2 separate regions of the Bombyx mori genome follow, and region 1 is linked to region 2. Evidence: chromatin contacts called from public Hi-C data. All regions are on one chromosome and are shown on one strand. Each heading gives the region's core, a stretch centred on a gene start, on an enhancer-like site or on the middle of the called end of the contact. The rest is flanking DNA. Distances are from core to core; before and after follow the strand shown. Region 1 overlaps LOC101735454 (heterogeneous nuclear ribonucleoprotein Q). Region 2 holds the start of LOC101742530 (cubilin).

What was found. Hi-C and Micro-C count contacts between places; a contact is called where the count stands out from the background.
Region 1: a contact with region 2 is called in a Hi-C map of middle silk gland, with 1.6 times the contacts expected there. The contact joins the enhancer-like site here to the promoter of LOC101742530 in region 2. A contact is called at or near these places in 2 of 7 Hi-C or Micro-C datasets (middle silk gland and midgut).

What each region holds. Positions count from the first base shown.
Region 1 is chr6:13,854,441-13,858,587 of ASM3026992v2, forward strand. It overlaps LOC101735454 (heterogeneous nuclear ribonucleoprotein Q), which reads right to left. Exons shown (of 15, transcript XM_062669163.1): 11 at 3,894-3,985; 12 at 3,124-3,266; 13 at 2,543-2,602. Among protein-coding and RNA genes, the nearest start is that of LOC134199069, 11 kb to the left of the region's middle. Within about 2 kb of position 2,776, at least 4 of the 8 cell types and tissues checked have open chromatin away from gene starts, as enhancers often do.
Region 2 is chr6:13,730,877-13,735,362 of ASM3026992v2, forward strand. LOC101742530 (cubilin) reads left to right here and starts at 3,187. Exons shown (of 17, transcript XM_038011587.2): 1 at 3,187-3,293.

The DNA of each region.
Region 1 (4,147 bases), core at 1,526-4,025, 120 kb after region 2:
CCTTCTACGGAAAACTAAACCAAGTGACTTTGTTAAAATAGTTCTTCTTCGGTTCGTGGTTTGGATAATTTAACTGTATCTTTGTATGGAGCAGCAGTAGGCAGAAGCTCAACTCTGTTCCTGGCATTGCTGATGTCCATGAGCGACGGTGACCACTTACCTTCAGATGGGCCGTATGCTTGCCTGCCTGCTCGGGCAATAAAAAAAAACAAGGACGACCAATAAAATATTAGGGACAATTTGGCAAGCATTCGGTTAAAACAGCATTTTGTAGGCGAACTTTAAAACGGATAGTTTCCTTGTTGAACTAAGTTATCGAGCAACATGGACCCGTAAAAGATTGCAGAAAGGATTTTTAGATCAAACTTTACTTTTTGAAATCTTTCCTTAGCTGAAAATAATAAAAAGTCTGTACAATAATCATAATGTAATGGCGAATGTGTTCATAACAAAACCGCACATTACCGAAAAATTTGGTCAGAGACAAGTTATTTATGAAATAACCATAGAGTATGTTTTTGAAAATATAACGAAGAACTGAACAACTCAACACTCATGAGTAAAATTCAATAATAAACGAAATCGTTAATGAGCATCATCAAGAAATACTATTCAAAGTAATAAATAGTTTGCTCCTCGAGTTTCGTTAAGAGTATAAGCTATTTATTGTATAAGTCCGACATCCCGTTGAACCGTATAATGGCTTATAGAGTCAGGAGCGAGCTGGAAGTTGAACCAAAACCACATTCCCCCCCTTCTGGTAATTCATTAATAAAGTCCTTAATTTAGTTATAGGTACTAAATATACGACGAGATATATGATGGTTCTCATTGCGTCTTTGAACTTTTTAGAATTACTAGCTGACCCGGCAAACCTTGTTTTGCCAAACCTATAAATTATTTTTGGGATAATTTTTTTGTGTGGACCATCTTAACATTTAGGGGTGTGAAAAATAGATGTTGATCAATTCTCAGACCTATCCGATATGCCCACAAAATTTCATGAGAATCGGTTGAGCCACTTCGGAGGAGTTTGGCAACAAACACCGCGACACGAGAATTTTATATATTCGATTCAGATATATTTTATTTAGAGGCGTTGTAGAGTCACCGATACTATAGTACTATTGTACCCTACTTTTTTTAAGTAAACAAACTCTTATATGTTCTGTAAAGCCTCATTCACAAGTGACGTTCCAATCGCGACATCAAAATCACCAGCTACCCGCATACGTAACGCAAAATGGTCGGCATCGTCTAAAAATATTCAAATACCTTCTATCTAATTAAAATACGCATTTTAATCTATTATCTACTTAACGGTTACATTCCTATAATACGAAAATAAAAATAAATACGGCAACACTAACTGCATTTTTAATGTCGACTTTCGGCTGGCAACGATAATAGTCTTCGCAAATTTAATTATCGGTCCAAAACCAGGCTTGTTAGTAACCCGCACTCTTAAACTTTGTATAGTGTACGGTAATATTATATATTATTGCGTTCATTGATAATAAAGCGTGTGATAAGTGTCAGATAAAACAAATGTGTGAGATGAAGGGAAGGGACTCTTCGTTAATGCGTAAAGTTACAACACCCTGTATGTTAGTTAGTGATATTTAAAACGACCGATAACAGTAGTGCTATAGATCATTACGCAAATTAAGCGGTCACACATCAACAATTACGACATTTTCTGCCATAATTTTGCAAGCATTTACACACACATTTATCTGAATCGCGCGAGTGGACAAAAACCTCAGACATTTTTTTCGTTAGTAAAAGTGTTGCCAGAATTCAGTTCCAAGAATCCTGTAAAGGCATCTACTTTTAAGATTATTGGATATTCTCGGCAGTTTCCTCAAAAATATTACATGCTCTCTCTACAACATGCCGTAGCGTAATAAGTTTCACGCTAATCGTCGCTAAGTCCGTGTCTGTGTAATTCCTTCTAGATACTTAGCACCAAATTCCAATTATAACTACTAAAAAAAATTACTAAACATGGCAACACAATATCGTTACCAGAATAAAAAAAAACTACCAAATACTTTTACAAGAAAAAAAACGGTTGAACGAAACAATCAGGTACCTATTTCTATGCAACTATTTAGTTTACATAATCTACCAATCTATGGAACATATAAAACATTCGTCTAAGTCAGCGGTCGGGGAACCGGGGTAAATTACCCCAAATGAGATAAAATGAAATTTTGGGGGGTAAAAATGAAGCTTTTGTGAGTAGAAAGTATATATTGAAGTGAAACTTCTTTAGAATCGTGATTTCAAACTCGATGAAACGAAATAAAATGAAACGAAAAAATAATATTTTTTTTAATAATTATCATGGGGTCTATAATATGAAAGATGCTAAAAAGAAGCGATTGCGTTTTTTTTGTTCTTTGCCACAGGGTAATATTAACTTACACAAAAATATTTTGGGCTAATAATTAAAAAAGTTCCCCGAACGCTAGTCTAAGTTATAATAATAAAAAATTAGAATAATAAGAAATTTGGAATAATTCAGTTCTGTCGGTACCTGAGTGCCTCCGGTTAGGTCGTAGTAAAGTGAGTTGGCTCCTAGGCCGAGCTCGTCGTCCTGAGTGAGGCATTCACCAAGCGGGTCAGTAAGTCTTCTTAATACAAACGTTGCAACAACATTACTAGTGTTATTCAAGCGTTCCGAGCGACGGAGACGCTGGGGGGGTCACTTACAAAGCAAAGCACTACTACATGGTGGTGACAAGCGCGGCGAGATGATAAGCGGTGCCAACGAGGAATGTCAACGGACACGAAGCGCTAGGGGAGACGGGCGTGTTAGTCGGAGCGGCCTCAGCCATATAGACCTGATGGTGGCCCCCCGCGGCCCCCGCGAGCACGTCCGTCCGCCTTAGTATAATCACCACCGTCAGGCCTACACACTACCGTTTTACCGAGTCACTAACTCCATTCGAGGACAGGATTCAACAAAATCATTAAAAAGAAAAAAATTAAACTATTGATGATAAAAATTTGGCAACTCAAAAAAAATAAATCAATAGAACAATGATGAGTAGAGCGAGGAGCGACTAGTGACTAGTAAATAAGTGATAACATTAGTGAGTGTGTGTGGGGACCCACCGGCTGCGGTCTGTTGGGAGGCTGGCGGACGGCGGACGGTTGCGGCGGCCCCGCGTAATCAAAATAGAACTCATCGTACCGGTAAAACGGCTCATTGTAGCCACCTCGGTAATCACCGTATCCGTAATAGTCGTAATCATAATCTATAAACACACAACACAGGCCTTTTAGAGGCTAAGCTATACTAACGCTAACTTACAAGCTAGGGGGGCGGGCCCCTCCGCTCGGGAGCTACATGCATGGCCTACGTCCTCTTCGTAACACACACAACAATTACAAACTCGGATCGTCAGCAGACGACGCGGCCCACCACCGTGCCCTACTACCAGACACTTCTGAAACCGAATAAGTACATCAACTCCAAATGTTGCGTTCAAATGACGTTTTAGATATAAAAGCATGCGGTTCGGGGGGGTCAAGCTGTAAGTAATGTTATGTCGTTTAAATGATCGGTGCAGTTATACAGTTAGCCCTTCTAAATATAGTTTTAGGGAGTGAAACGTTTCTTCGGTTTGTCTATGAATTGCGTTAATCAGACACGCAGAGGTCGATCTAGCCAAGTCCTACGTCGGCTGGGCGGGCGCGGGTCGGCAGCGTTAGTAAGGGATGAGTGGCAGTGTGCGAGTGTCGCGCGGGGACCACACCGTGTTCACAGTTGGATAGTGTGAGTAGTGGCGGAGGGTGAGAGAGCACGTGTGTCGTCACATCGGTTAGTCGTTAAGTCCGCGGGCGACAGATGTCGCTGGCGGCGTGGTGCGTGCGGCACTGACCGTAGTCGGGGCGGGCGTGCTGCGGGCGCGGCGCCTGCTGCGGCGTGCGGCCCCGCATGGCGTGCGGCGGCGAGCACCCGCACCAGTCGAACCTGCGCAGGGCGAGCTCGTCAACGTCCCTCGACGATACAAATTCTCCAAATGCCATTTTAAATCATGCCTCATTTTTTTAACTGAATTCAGCCGAAACTTCACAAAAACTTATCAATTTTTTTATTGCTTATATGAGTGGACGAGCTCACAGCCCACCTGGT
Region 2 (4,486 bases), core at 1,937-4,436:
GCATTGATTGGGTAACGATAACAGCTACGTTTTCTAGTTTACGTTAGAGAGGACCAAATTACAATTTGGATGTTGTAGAAACCTTTTTACGGTAAACTCCCACAGCCCCCTGAGTTGCTCGCCGGATCTTTTCAGTCGGTCGCAATTCCGATCCGATGGTAGATTCTGCGAAGCACTTCTCTTGCTAAAGTTAGTGTTAGCAAATTCTCTCAGGTTGAGCCCGTGAGATTACCTACTCGTCTGGGCGTAGCTGGAACAGCCCCTTAGGCTACCAGGGAATGTGTAGGGAGAAAAAGTAAACTCCCATCTAAATGTTTTTTTCAAATTTTGTTTCCAAATTTCAAACGAACTTTTGATAGTATTGTTCAGTGGTCTGAAGAAACGATATATTTTTGTCAAAAGTCAAAATTATAACACAAAAATAGATTGTAAATATTGATATTACAATTATTCAGGACTAACTTTCATGAAGCTACTTGGGTGATTAGTGATTGTAGAGCATATCGTGAATACCTGTAGATAATAAAACTATAGATTCAATTAAGAAGAATTATTGCTTAATCTTTGTTTATTTTAACGGGAGGCCTGCACATTCGCATAGCTGACTCCGAAATGAACTTATATGGTATACACACGCAAATTTACTTAATATAATTTGGTATATATTAGGGAAAAATCAATGCCAGCCATTTTTTGCTGGTATAGCGTCGGCACCCAGCAGTTTGCAGAATTTGTTGAAAATTTTCGGTAGGTAACTAAGGCATTACCTATCGAAGACGAAACAGTAAAAATGATACCAATGGTAGTTTAGAGATCTCTCAGCACTGAGTATTAAAATTTAGAATACATTTGCCTGAATAGATATTTGCTATTTGGGGTCCAATAACTGAGCCAAGCACTTCACTGTGCCACTGACTGACAAAAGTGGCTACAAATTACAAAAAAAGGTCACAGGCGGGCGCATCACGATGCTCAGCAATGAGCGATCGACTGAAAGAGGAAGGAGGAGGAGGACCCCGCAGACATAATAGCGTGGATGACATATGATGAAATTATCATGGCCTAAAGAATAAAACACTAGTGTACTTGAGCTCATTGTGACACAATTGCTTTTAGTCTATGGTATCATAGACGCCTATGTGTAGGACCCAGCTCATCTAGTAGCAGAGACTTACTGTTATCACTCTAGAAGTGTCTAGAAAGTGCTCTGGGTCCACCTGATACCGTTTCGGTACTGTTGAATGCTTAGCGCTATAGCAGCTTCAGGCCGCTGAATTTCTCGCTCATTAACTGTTTAGCGAGTTGGGATTCCAATTCTTTGATTGATTCTTTTCCGAAGCCGTGGTTTGCGAACCATTTCCCTTTCAAGCTGCCCCTTGAGCTCGCCTACCCAACCTGGTGAAAAGCGGAAGACTCTGGATTTACAGCAGTCTTGCTGTCAGGCCAGTCTTGATGGAGGTCTCTCCATAAAAAAAGCTTAATGATACACCTATGGCCAAGGTCGGATTTAAAATTAATGCTGCTCCTGGGCACCGGAAAAAAATCTGCCCCAATACTGAAATTTTACTTTAACTTATAGTTTATATATTTTCTTCTTCAACTTTACTAGAAACCTTATTATAATATGTTATATATTCCAAAAATATGTATATGTTTTTTTAACAATTATGAATTTGGCACTAAAGCTGACTCACTAAGGCTGACATGAAAAAAATAATTAAATTTCTTTAATTCTGGTAAATAAAAAAATCGATTATTATTTTAAATCTCCAAGGAAATAAATTGATTAAACCAAATTCATTTAATCGTCATCAAATCATTTATCAAAAGTGCCAAAATTATAATTCACAAATAATGGATGAATTGAATTAAATCAATTAAATATTCACTTTCAAAATTTTGCCGCCCTAAAAAATTTGCCGCCCTGGGCACTTGCCCCGACAGCCCTTAGTGTAAATTCACCACTGCCTATGCCGGTTTTGAGCTCTCGCATGCAGCTATCAATTTTTCATACTTTCGTAACGAATATACACCACAGACTTGGACGGGCATTGTGTAACAAAAATCAAACACGCAAAAGAAATAGTTTGCGTAATTATTAGCGCGTTATGTAAGTCTCATATCTATTGTGATGCAGCTTTCCCATTCCTTAGGCTTTAAAGACTTCTTCGCCGTTAGCCAGAATGAAATAGCCAGATGGTGGTAGGTACCTGAATACAGATGTTTGCAATAAGTCTTATTTTAATAGCAGATTTAAAAGTAATATTCTGTGTTGATTAATTTATAAAACTTAGAATAAAGACTAGTATAATCCAGTTAGAAATTGCAGTTAGATTTATAATTTACTCTGTTAAAAAACATATTATGTAGAAAATTGGGAATAAAATTTAAACTGTCAAAAAAGATGTTTCATTGTCCAACAGACTAGCATAACTCATGAGAATAAAATATGAGTTACGTAAAAACTTGTACTTTTCTCTTTAAATTGTAACTATCAAAATGATAAATACGTTTGAAACGTGAGTAGGAGCTTTAAGTAGAGGGTCGGCTTTAAGAGATTAGGCATTCTCAGCTAGCAGCGTACGTGATTATATAATTTTGAATAACTTTAGTCAACAATCTCTGTATATTCACTTTGATAATTTCACCGGGATAAATGATAGTTAAGATTAAGTTTACAATTGTTATCTAGTTCTAGCTATGGTTTTAGGAGTAAGTGAGACATAATGTTTGAACATTTTATTCTTTGTGAGTGTTGTCTTCTCTTGACAAACATCAAACATACAATCTGTTATACAGTGACAAAAAAAGTTAAGTTAAATGAAGCTATCAAAAAACGCATATGCTACCTAGGTTTTGTTACCAATTACATTATTAGCTTAACAATAGTACATTTAATTTTTCACCATTTTCGTTTTTGTTTAATGACATTTAAATTGGATGTCAAGCGCTCTATATCTGAACAATCGTAATACACATCCAGCGTTGCTGACTTGAATAAAAGTGGCTAATAAATCAGCGTGCTATCCCAACGCTCATTGGAATGCTCTGCTACGCGCGGTATCTACACGAGGGAGTGTAATTTCGTCTTCTACGGATTTTAAGGTCCGTTTCTGAGCAAAACAAATAGAGGGTAGTTTTGAGCATGCGTCGAGTTATCGCACGCAAGCGCCGCGTCGCGCTCGCGGCAGTCGTGCGCCGTTCGCCGCCGCGGTAACACACCGCGCTTCTGTCTTCTACCGCGTTACATCCACGCGCTAAATGGCGCCCAACATGGGATATCACCTTTTCTGGTAAGTCGTTACATAATTTAAAAATTACGCTAAAATTCGTTAAGTGCGAAGCCTCGTTGAAATTTAAGACGAGAACTGCTTAAGTCTGAGGGCGTGGCTTGAACCGATGGAAGGGGGACTGAGTCGGCGTGCTGATACCTCCTGATAACGCTGCAGCCTACTGTCAACAAAACCTTGTATGGCATTTAGACTTTTACATACTTCTCCAAGTTCCAGTCGTCGGCAGTCAGAGGTTCATATTGATTTTCAAATCGCATACTTGAAGACAATTAAATGAATTGTGTCGGATTCTTTTTATTCAGAGGTGGTTGCTCACAATGAAAAAATGGCTTGAATCTTTTCTAAGCTAGCTATTCTAAGCCCACTACTTGTTTTAAATTCAATTAGTAGCTGTATTGCTCAAAAACATCCTAAAAAATTGTTTTTGTAATTCAAAATGGAACACGCACATGTAATAAGGAATATAATGATTAATTCGATTTTACTGTTTGGCGTATTTAAGTACTCTATCTTTTCCTATCTTATTGTATAATATATTGCATTTTTATGCTATATTTTATCAAAGCTACCAGTGGCCATCAGCCATTGGAAAACTAGACTTAAAATTTTTGAGATATAGGGCAGTAAACTTAGCAATACTCGATTTTTGTTAAGTCACTACGTAGTCGTCTCATAGTCTGAAGCAATGGGAACAATATTGGTTTCTTCGGTGAGTGTCACTGTATTATTATTATTATATTTTTTTTTTATTGCTTAGATGGGCGAACGAGCTCACAGCCCACCTGGTGTTAAGGGGTTACTGGAGCCCATAGACATCTACAACGTAAATGCGTCACCCACCTTGAGATATAAGTTCTAAGATCTCAGTATAGTTGCAACGGCTGCCCTACCCTTCAGACCGAAACGCATTACTGCTTCACGGCAGAAATAGGCGGGGCGGTGGTACCTACCCGCGCGGACTCACAAGAGGTCCTACCACCAGTGAGAATTGTAGAGTAAGAGTATTGAGAATTGAAGTTTATTCGTAAAGGGGATGAGAGATATTAAAGTACGAGTATTATATTTGTAAATCTACTATCGATACTTCTTTACTACTGCTGCTATCTGTCCGTATGGAAGTATCCGCGATTATAGAGCACCATTATAGAGCAGCATAGAGATTATAATTTTGGAATTGTCAACAATAAAAAGAA